Linked DNA regions of Mus musculus: regions 1 and 3 are each linked to region 2. The links are chromatin contacts, called in public HiChIP or PLAC-seq maps. All regions are on one chromosome and are shown on one strand. The core of a region is the stretch at or near the end of the contact, and the rest is flanking DNA. Distances in the headings are between cores, read along the strand shown.

Evidence for each region. HiChIP or PLAC-seq counts read pairs in DNA pulled down with a chosen protein or histone mark.
Region 1: an H3K27ac HiChIP or PLAC-seq map of extraembryonic endoderm stem cells shows a contact between it and region 2. The contact joins the promoter of Dip2a here to the enhancer-like site in region 2. A contact is called at or near these places in 1 of 39 promoter capture datasets (the HPC-7 cell line), 1 of 484 Hi-C or Micro-C datasets (embryonic stem cells), 3 of 115 datasets of contacts at active chromatin or transcription factors (embryonic stem cells, extraembryonic endoderm stem cells and microglia) and 3 of 9 other capture datasets (adipose tissue, liver and pancreatic islet).
Region 3: a contact with region 2 is called in an H3K27ac HiChIP or PLAC-seq map of extraembryonic endoderm stem cells. The contact joins two enhancer-like sites. A contact is called at or near these places in 1 of 39 promoter capture datasets (liver), 6 of 484 Hi-C or Micro-C datasets (the Ba/F3 cell line, the HPC-7 cell line, embryonic stem cells and 2 more), 1 of 115 datasets of contacts at active chromatin or transcription factors (extraembryonic endoderm stem cells) and 3 of 9 other capture datasets (adipose tissue, liver and pancreatic islet).

Annotation. Positions count from the first base shown.
Region 1 is chr10:76,343,858-76,346,557 of GRCm38.p6, forward strand. Dip2a (disco interacting protein 2 homolog A) reads right to left here and starts at 1,434. Exons shown (of 38, transcript NM_001081419.2): 1 at 1,250-1,434. The coding sequence starts at 1,340. It overlaps Gm40699 (a long non-coding RNA gene), which reads left to right and starts at 1,438. Exons shown (of 2, transcript XR_871838.2): 1 at 1,438-1,717.
Region 2 is chr10:76,502,920-76,505,619 of GRCm38.p6, forward strand. It overlaps Mcm3ap (minichromosome maintenance complex component 3 associated protein), which reads left to right. Exons shown (of 29, transcript NM_019434.3): 22 at 1,244-1,502; 23 at 1,711-1,808. Among named protein-coding and RNA genes, the nearest start is that of Lss, 27 kb to the right of the region's middle. Within about 2 kb of position 1,427, at least 12 of the 459 cell types and tissues checked have an H3K27ac peak or open chromatin away from gene starts, as enhancers often do. A contact at or near this core is called in extraembryonic endoderm stem cells, where this site is marked.
Region 3 is chr10:76,314,984-76,317,683 of GRCm38.p6, forward strand. The region is part of intron 5 of Dip2a (disco interacting protein 2 homolog A); the gene reads right to left. Among named protein-coding and RNA genes, the nearest start is that of Dip2a, 29 kb to the right of the region's middle. Within about 2 kb of position 1,423, at least 34 of the 459 cell types and tissues checked have an H3K27ac peak or open chromatin away from gene starts, as enhancers often do. A contact at or near this core is called in extraembryonic endoderm stem cells, where this site is marked.

The DNA.
Region 1 (2,700 bases), core at 184-2,683, 160 kb before region 2:
ATCCAGTACAATAGACCTTTTTTCTCAGAATCATTCCCAACCACGCCTCCAAAGAGAATCAAGGATTTTCAAAACGGAGCTGGAGAGATGGCTCAGTGGTTAAGCGCACTGGCCGTTCTTCCAGAAGACCTGGGTTCAAGTCACAGCACCAACATGAATCTAGGACCCAATTCTGGCCTCCAGGGAACACCAGGCACGCATAAGATATACAGACAAACATGCAGGGGAAATGCATATATTTAAAAAGAAAAAGAGAATTCTCAAAAACTCACTAAACCTACCACAGCAAAGCTTAACAATCTAAATGGGGTGGGGTGGGGGGGTGATGGATTCTAACAAGTTCTAATTGCATTTAAGTCTCAAAAGCAGAGTTAACAAGCACAGATGCTTTTCCACCAGGGTTGGAGGTCAGTTTATGGAGAACAGAACTCTTTTCCCAGGCGTCCAAATTGAGGGCGCCACTCCCATCTCTGGAGTTCTATTATTTCCCTAGTCTGTTTCTAACAACCACTTATTTGACTTTTTAACTTTTTAAAAATCCTCACCTAGAGAGGGCTGTCGGGTTGGCCCGGCGAGCACTTGCCCTCTAATCTGACAACCTGAGTTCATTCCCAGAACTCACAAGGTGGAAGGAGAGCACCAGCTCCCAGCTCCGTGCAAGCTGACCTCTGACCTCCCCACGCAGGCACCGTGACCCTTGCCTGTCCCCCACCTCCTCCCCCAGTGTAATTGTATCAAAATTCCGTAAAGGAATAAACCTTTTAAGTGTTAAACACGTTTTACATGTTTATAGGTTAATGCACTTCAGCCTCATAATCCACAAGGCGCAAGTGTACTTTTGCTTCGTTTTCTAGATGAGGAAACTGAGGCTCACGAGGCAGTCTGAGGTTCCAGGGGTGGGGCTCGGCTTCTGCATCCCGGGCTTCCTGCTGGCCGACAGGCTGCAGGGCACACGCTGGAAGCCCGGACCTGGACCGTGGCCTTGACGGTCGGGCAGCAAGAGTGCGCCTAGGCCCACCTCCCAAGCCAGTCCCTCCCGGTGTCCTTCGGAGGCCGGGCACCCGCCAGTCTGCAGAAGCTGGCGGGCTCTCCGGCGAGCGGCCCAGACAGGGATGCCGAGGAGAGGCCGGCGGGGATCCCGTATGAGGGTACCCGCAGGTTCCGGGGGTGACGCTCCCGGAGGTCCCTGGGCGGGGTCTCGGGCGAGGGTCCCTGGCGGGGTGGGGGGTGGGGGGAACCCGCGGCTCACCTTCGGACAGCTCCAGCTCCAGCTCCGCCAGGCTCTCGAGCACCTCGGCGGGCAGCGGCGCCGCCTCCAGAGGGCATCCGCGGTCGGCCATGGCCGGTGGCTCAGGCGTTCCCCCAACCGGGGCCTGCAGACCCGCAGCGGCCGCCCGCAGCCGGCAGCGGGCGGGGCGCGGCCGGGGCTGCTTCGCAGGGGCGCGGGCACGGGCGCGAGCGCGGCTGGCTCCGGCTCCGGGAGCGCGCTGGGGACGCGCGTGCGCGGCTGAGGGGCGGGGCAACGCTTGCGCGGGTACGCCGGGCCGGCCCCGCCCAGCAACTTTAAAGGCTCGGTTCCATTGGCCAATAAGACACGCCGGAGCAGCCCGGAGCTTTACTCCGCTTCGGGGTGCGAGAGGAGCGGCGGGCGGGAGAGCTGGACAGAGGCGCCTCGGGAGACGTGCGACCCCACCGAACGGACTTCAATGTCGCCCAGGTGACCCTCCTCCGGGATCCCCACCTTCTTCTTCCTCAGGAGCCCTGCTGGCACGCTTAATTCTGTCCGCGTTCCTGCTATGGTATCAGCTAACTCTGGCGGGTTTTCTGCCGCCCTTAAAGTGTGTTTGCTTATTCCCTTTCACAATAACCCTGGAAGCACTCTGACATTGACCAAGAAGGAGCTCTGGCAGTGTCTCAGTCCTTGAGATGTCCTTGGGGCATGGAAGCATAGATCTGACATGTTGGAAACCTTAGTGGGATTTTTGAAGGAGCTATTCTCAGAGTGGCGGTATATATACACATATACGTATAAACATGTATATACATACATACATACATACTTACATACATATATATACACACACACACACGCACACACACACAATTTTATTTCTACTACTCATTAGCCACCCTCTTGCCACTGTCTACATATATTAAAAATCCCAGGTAGGCAACAAAAAAGACCATTTTGGAGGCTTTCAGTGAGCCTAATATTACATCCACAAGGAACAGCATAGGAAGGTGTCCCCAACTGATTTTAAAACATCTGATTTGAGCTGACTAATCTGGTTATACAGGCAGGAGGTGTGGTATGCAAACGAGGGACTATTTATTTCCGCAGGTCACAGGTTTATATAGGAAGCAGTCACAAGCTTTGCATGAAAGCTGGTCAACACTTCTCACGTTTCTCTGATCAATGGTTTCTTCTAAGGAAGTGTTCCCTGTCCTCTTGAATGAATAATAGCTGCCGAAAGTTTACTGGTCGAGAAAAAAAAAAGCATCTGGGCTTCGCCTTTCGAGGCGGGTGCACTGTCTGGAGTGGGTGTGGCCAGAGCAAGGTTTCCTGGACCAGGTCTCCTGGATTCAATTGTAGTAGATTAGCTTGCTGCTGGAGTATTTTCACATTGACTGTAAAGTACGGAAAACAGCCAGACTTGAAGGCATTCCAGCAGGTTGCTGGGGAAGGAGCTGCTTAGCTGA
Region 2 (2,700 bases), core at 177-2,676:
TGATCGAAGTAAATGCCATTGTCTGTTTTTCTTTACATCTTGATTAATATACCACAGCCATCTACTTGGTGTAAGGTTTTAGTACAGATTCTGGGAGAGCAATGTACTTGCCCTCTGTCGTGGTTACAAATAATAATATATAATATTATCCAGATATAATCCATTTTTTTAAGAGGGGAAGCTTACTTTCGCTCATAGTATTGAAGGTTTCAGTCCATGACTGATGCCCTTGTTGCTTTTCTGAGGACGCACATAGCAGAAGAAAAGTGTACACTTGACAGCCAGGACACAGCTGAGGAGGTTGGCAGCCCACAGTCCTTCAAAGTCATGTCCCCAGTGACCTCATATCTCCACAGATCCCACCTCTTCAGTATCCCTCCCATCTCCCAGTCATGCCAAGCTGGAGGCCAAGCAGTAAACACTTGGCTCCTCAGGGCCAGACTACAGCAAGCACTGAGCCTTGGCTGCCACATTCCTCCTTGAGAATGTGATGCACTCTACAGGATTCCTTTCTACTTTATCTTTTGCTTGACTCAAGCTGCAGCCTCTACCCAACAGCAGACCTTAGGCCCCTTTTTGTTTTATTGCGAGCACTAATCCCTGTTAATGTCATTCTCATAGCTCTTTGATTTTGTCAGGTTTCTTAGTCCTTATTTCTTTTAAACACAATATTCCTACTAATTAAAGTTCCCAACACGGTGTATTTCCTTTGCTAGGGCTCTGCTTAGTAGGCCCTTGGGTTTGAAGTAAATTTGTGCATATGGTCTTGGAACAATGGCTAGTACTTGTGTGATGTTGGTGTTGGTGATAGTAACAATACCTTTTCTTGGTTTAGTCCTTTAGATGATTCTGAGGAAAGGACATGGAGGGGGGAATTTTTCTGATTGCTATCCTCCTGAAAATATATTTACCTTATATTCTCTCTCTCTCTGCTTTTTCTTGTTTTGGCTTGGTTTGGTTCTGTTTGGTTTGGTTTGGTTTGGTTTGGTTGGGCTTCTCTGTGTAGCCCTCACTACTCACTGTCCTGGAACTTGCACCGTAGACTAGGCTGCCCTTGAATTCAGAGATCCATCTGAGTGCTGGGACTAATGGCCTGTGCCGCCGCCATGCGTGGCCCAGCTTTGTCTTTGAAGGACTGTCCAGGGCACAGTGAATAGAGCTCTGCAACTGTCCTTGCTGAGGCAGACTGTCTCCTGTGTTGTCCTCTGGTACATTCACCCTGACATCTTTGATTTTGTTGCAGGTGGCTCATGGCACCCTTAGTGACAGTGCCCTTGATGCTGTGGAGACCCAGAAGGACCTGTTGGGAACCAGTGGGCTCATGCTGCTGCTTCCCCCGAAAGTGAAGAGTGAGGAGGTGGCAGAGGAGGAACTGTCCTGGCTGTCGGCTTTACTGCAGCTCAAGCAGCTTCTGCAGGCCAAGCCCTTCCAGCCTGCCCTGCCGCTGGTGGTCCTCGTGCCCAGCTCCAGAGGGGACTCCGCGGGGAGGGCAGTAGAGGACGGTGTGTGAAGGAAGCCCCGTTCCTGATCCCATACCTTTAAGAAGTGGGTGGGGCATGAGTGTGATGGATGGCCAGCAGAGCAGTGTGGGGAGCTTTGGGGTTAGTGCCCTATTTGTTCTGTCCACAGCGCAGGGCCACAACTAGCTTGGGATGTGTCGCATGTGCAAAATGAGTATTATTACATGGGTCCTTCCTGTTTCTCTTAAAGGTCTGATGTTACAGGATTTGGTTTCAGCCAAGCTGATTTCCGATTACATTGTTGTTGAGATTCCTGACTCTGTTAATGATTTACAAGGCACAGTGAAGGTATGGTTTCACCTTTTAAAGGTCTGTCAGGGTACTTGTTGGTTTCTCTCCTGAGCTACCTATCTTCTCATCTGTCTGGAATGTAATATATGTGGTTGTTTGGATTTTGAGACACTGTCATGTAGGGCAGGCTGATCTCAAGTTTGCTAGGCAGTCAGGGTAACCTAGAAGTGATGCTTCCTCTTCCTCTTCTGTGAGTATAGGCATGTACCGTCCTGTCCAGCTTATATTAGTGATCTCCATTTTAATCTTATGTTTTACACACACACACACACACACACACACTATTTCTAAAGATACAGCAGGCAGGAATAAAAATAAAATTTAAAAAACACCCATAGTATGGTTTCAGTAATATGTTAAATAAGTTTTTTGGCTTTGCTTTGTTTTTTTTTTCTTTCTTTTTTTTTTTGTTTTTTTGTTTTTTGTTTTTTGTTTTTTGTTTTTTGTTTTGTTTTTTCGAGACAGGGTTTCTCTGTGTAGCCCTGGCTGTCCTGGAACTCACTCGGTAGACCAGGCTGGCCTCGAACTCAGAAATCCACCTGCCTCTGCCTCCTGAGTGCTGGGATTAAAGGCGTGCACCACCACGCCCAGCCTTGGTTTTGCTTTTATGAAATTAAAATGACCATTTATATATTACATCTGAATGTCAGATTTATCTAATTAATTTTTTAGAATGAATGCTTTTACAAAATATAAAGAAGTGATATTACCTGAGACTTCCTGGAAAGGTTCTGCTAAAAATGGTTTAGGAAAAGAAGTGTAGGGATTGCATATGGCCTGAGGATGTAGCTCAGGGGTACAGTCCCACTTGACATATAAGAATGTCCTAGGTTCAAAAGATGGCCTAGTCAGCTATCACTGGAAAAAGAGGCCCATTAGACATGCAAAC
Region 3 (2,700 bases), core at 173-2,672, 190 kb before region 2:
TCAGCTACATAAAACTAAACTTTGCTTTATGAAACTATCACTATAAATACTGTTTTTGAAGGTAGATGTTTTATCTTTGTCAAAATGTTTAATGTATTCTATTTCTTCAATCCAAAACCTGAAACTAATACAAAAACATACCTTTATCTAAAAAGCTATACTTCAAAATTTTTACTTACTATACTGTTCTTCCTATATCTTTCCTTCATTCAGCTGCAGAGCTATGTTAGAGCTTTGTGATGAGGACGGGAAGCTGGGTACACACTGAGCAGCCCCTAGGCCAATGGCTGGGAGCTTCATAGTTCAGAAATCAGAGGAGTATAGATCTGGGACAGTCACATACCTCATTAGTTAAGCACTCCTAACAGAAACTCTAAAATGTTCTAATGTGCTGCTCTAAATTGCAGACTTGAGATTAAGGAAGCTAAATCTGAATTCAGAAATCAAGTTAAGAGCCAATGAGAAGGCTCAGCAGATAAAACCACTTGCCGTGAACTCTGACCTCAGTTCATTCCCTGGGAAGGAGAGGACTGACTGCCACGTGCACACTGTGGCACATTCACACACACACACACACACACACACACACACACACACACAGAGTAACAAAACTGGCTCCGCAGGTAAAGGCAATAACCACCAAGTGTGACAACCTGAGCTCCCTCTGCAGAACCTACGTGCTGGGAGGAGAGAACCAACTCCCACAAGCTTCCCTCCGACCTACACACATGTACCCTACACACACATGCACACAAAATAAATAACTTAAAATGCATTTCAAAGAATAAATGTAGTTAAAAGAATAAACAAGTAAAATTTAGAAATCAAGCTAACTGTGCTCTTCAGTTATCCAGTAGCATATCAAAACTACATTTGCAGTAAGGTATTAGAATCCAAGTTGAGATCTGTTGTTTTAACTGAGTAGAATCAGTCAGTGCTAGGCCAAGCAGGTCAGAAGGGAAAAGGGCCCTCACAGCACACCTGCAGGAGACAAGATGATCATCCATCAGCATAGGCAACAATGCTACCTTATAAATACCTACAGCCACATCCTCTTCAAAGGATGAGCACTCCTAATGCCAACAGACACCAGGGTAAGTTCTTGGTAAGATATCCATAGCCTAACCATCGAAGCCCTGATGCTGTCTTACCGAATGCTGAGAGCCAGGGCGCGTTTAACATGCTAAACAAGGAGTTAACAGCCTAGCAGTGACAAGCCTTTCATGGTGTGTGCTCTTGGGTTCTGCCCTCTTTGAAAGAGCCTCAGACAGCCTTGCCCGGAAACCAAGCATTACTCAGAGGTAAGAGGTCATGCTCAGTGGTCTCGAGCCTACGTTCAGGACCCACGCAGGAAGCAGGGATGTGCGAGACTATAGTCGCAGCACTGACTGTTCAGTGGGAAGGCTGGCAGCCAGCCTAACTCCAGGATTAGTGAGAGATCCTGTTTCAAGAGACAAGGGTAGATAAAGCAGGATAGTCACTGTTCTTGTCTAGCCTTCCCAAATGCCTGTAGAGGGTGTGTGTGTGTATGTGTGTGTGTGTCTGTGTCTGTGTATGTGTGTACCTGTGTATGGTCACACACACACACCACTAAACAAACAAGTAAACGTAGAACAAAACCAAGGTCAAAGCCTTCAGAGAAACAGAAAAGCAAAGCAATGGCTGCTTTCCTGCTCTAGACTGTCAAGATTCCTTAGGGAACGGAGACCACGGCCGACAGCCACACAGGAAACAAGCAAGCCACAGACCCTGGAGGCGGCTGCTCTAATGGCTACCTCCTCTTGTGGCCCCACTCTTCACACAGCGTGGGCAAGAAGCACAACGTGGCAGGGGAAGCTCGAGTCTCCCAGGGACACACGCTGCATTGGAAAACAGATGTTCAGCAGATTACAGGAACTGTACTGACAGGCCCCACAGAGGATGCTAACGCAAGCCACAGGCTACCGGGAGAAACCCTGCCACTCAGCCCTAATCCAGCCAGCACAGCAGACAGGAAAAGAACTCAGAAGATGGTCCCAGCACCACCTAACGTGGCTTGCAGGAACCCTTACTGCCTCCCCAGGCAGCCCTGATATACGGCAAGTGCTCGCCACCCAGGTCAGCAGAATGGAAGGAAGAGGCAGCGACAGCTCTGGCTCCAGCACCCTCCCCACTGAGCACTGAGGTTCCAGGCAGGCTGTCCTCGTTCTCTTTAAGATCCTGGGACACGGGTGTCGGTGGGCTTCACACACAGCTAATCACACAACCACTTACATGCTGGGTTTCAGACGGCCCAAGGCACCTTTCTAAGATGTCTGACATCCAAGAGCTTAGGAGTGGACTGGCATCTTGTTTTTAGGAAGACTATCTATAGGAAGAGAGTCAGATGGAAGCTATCGCCTTAACCCCCCCCATAGCAGGGCCCGTGCACAAGGACAGCAGGCCGCCCTTACAGTCACATATGCAAAGTCCCAGGAAAAGCAGTGACAAGAGAGCCAGGTGCAACCACCTGGAGAACAGAAAAGGACCACAGGACATCAAGAGACCAGCATGATTCTGAGGCCTGGGACACACACCACCAGTCTGGAACTGCCAGGCCACAGGATTATAAAAGTGCTTCTGTCTCTAAAAGACACATTCCAGATAAGAAAGAGGTGGATCTGGATGGAGACAAAAATTTACCAACAGAGACATTTTGTTCGACCTAATCTGGGTGCCAAG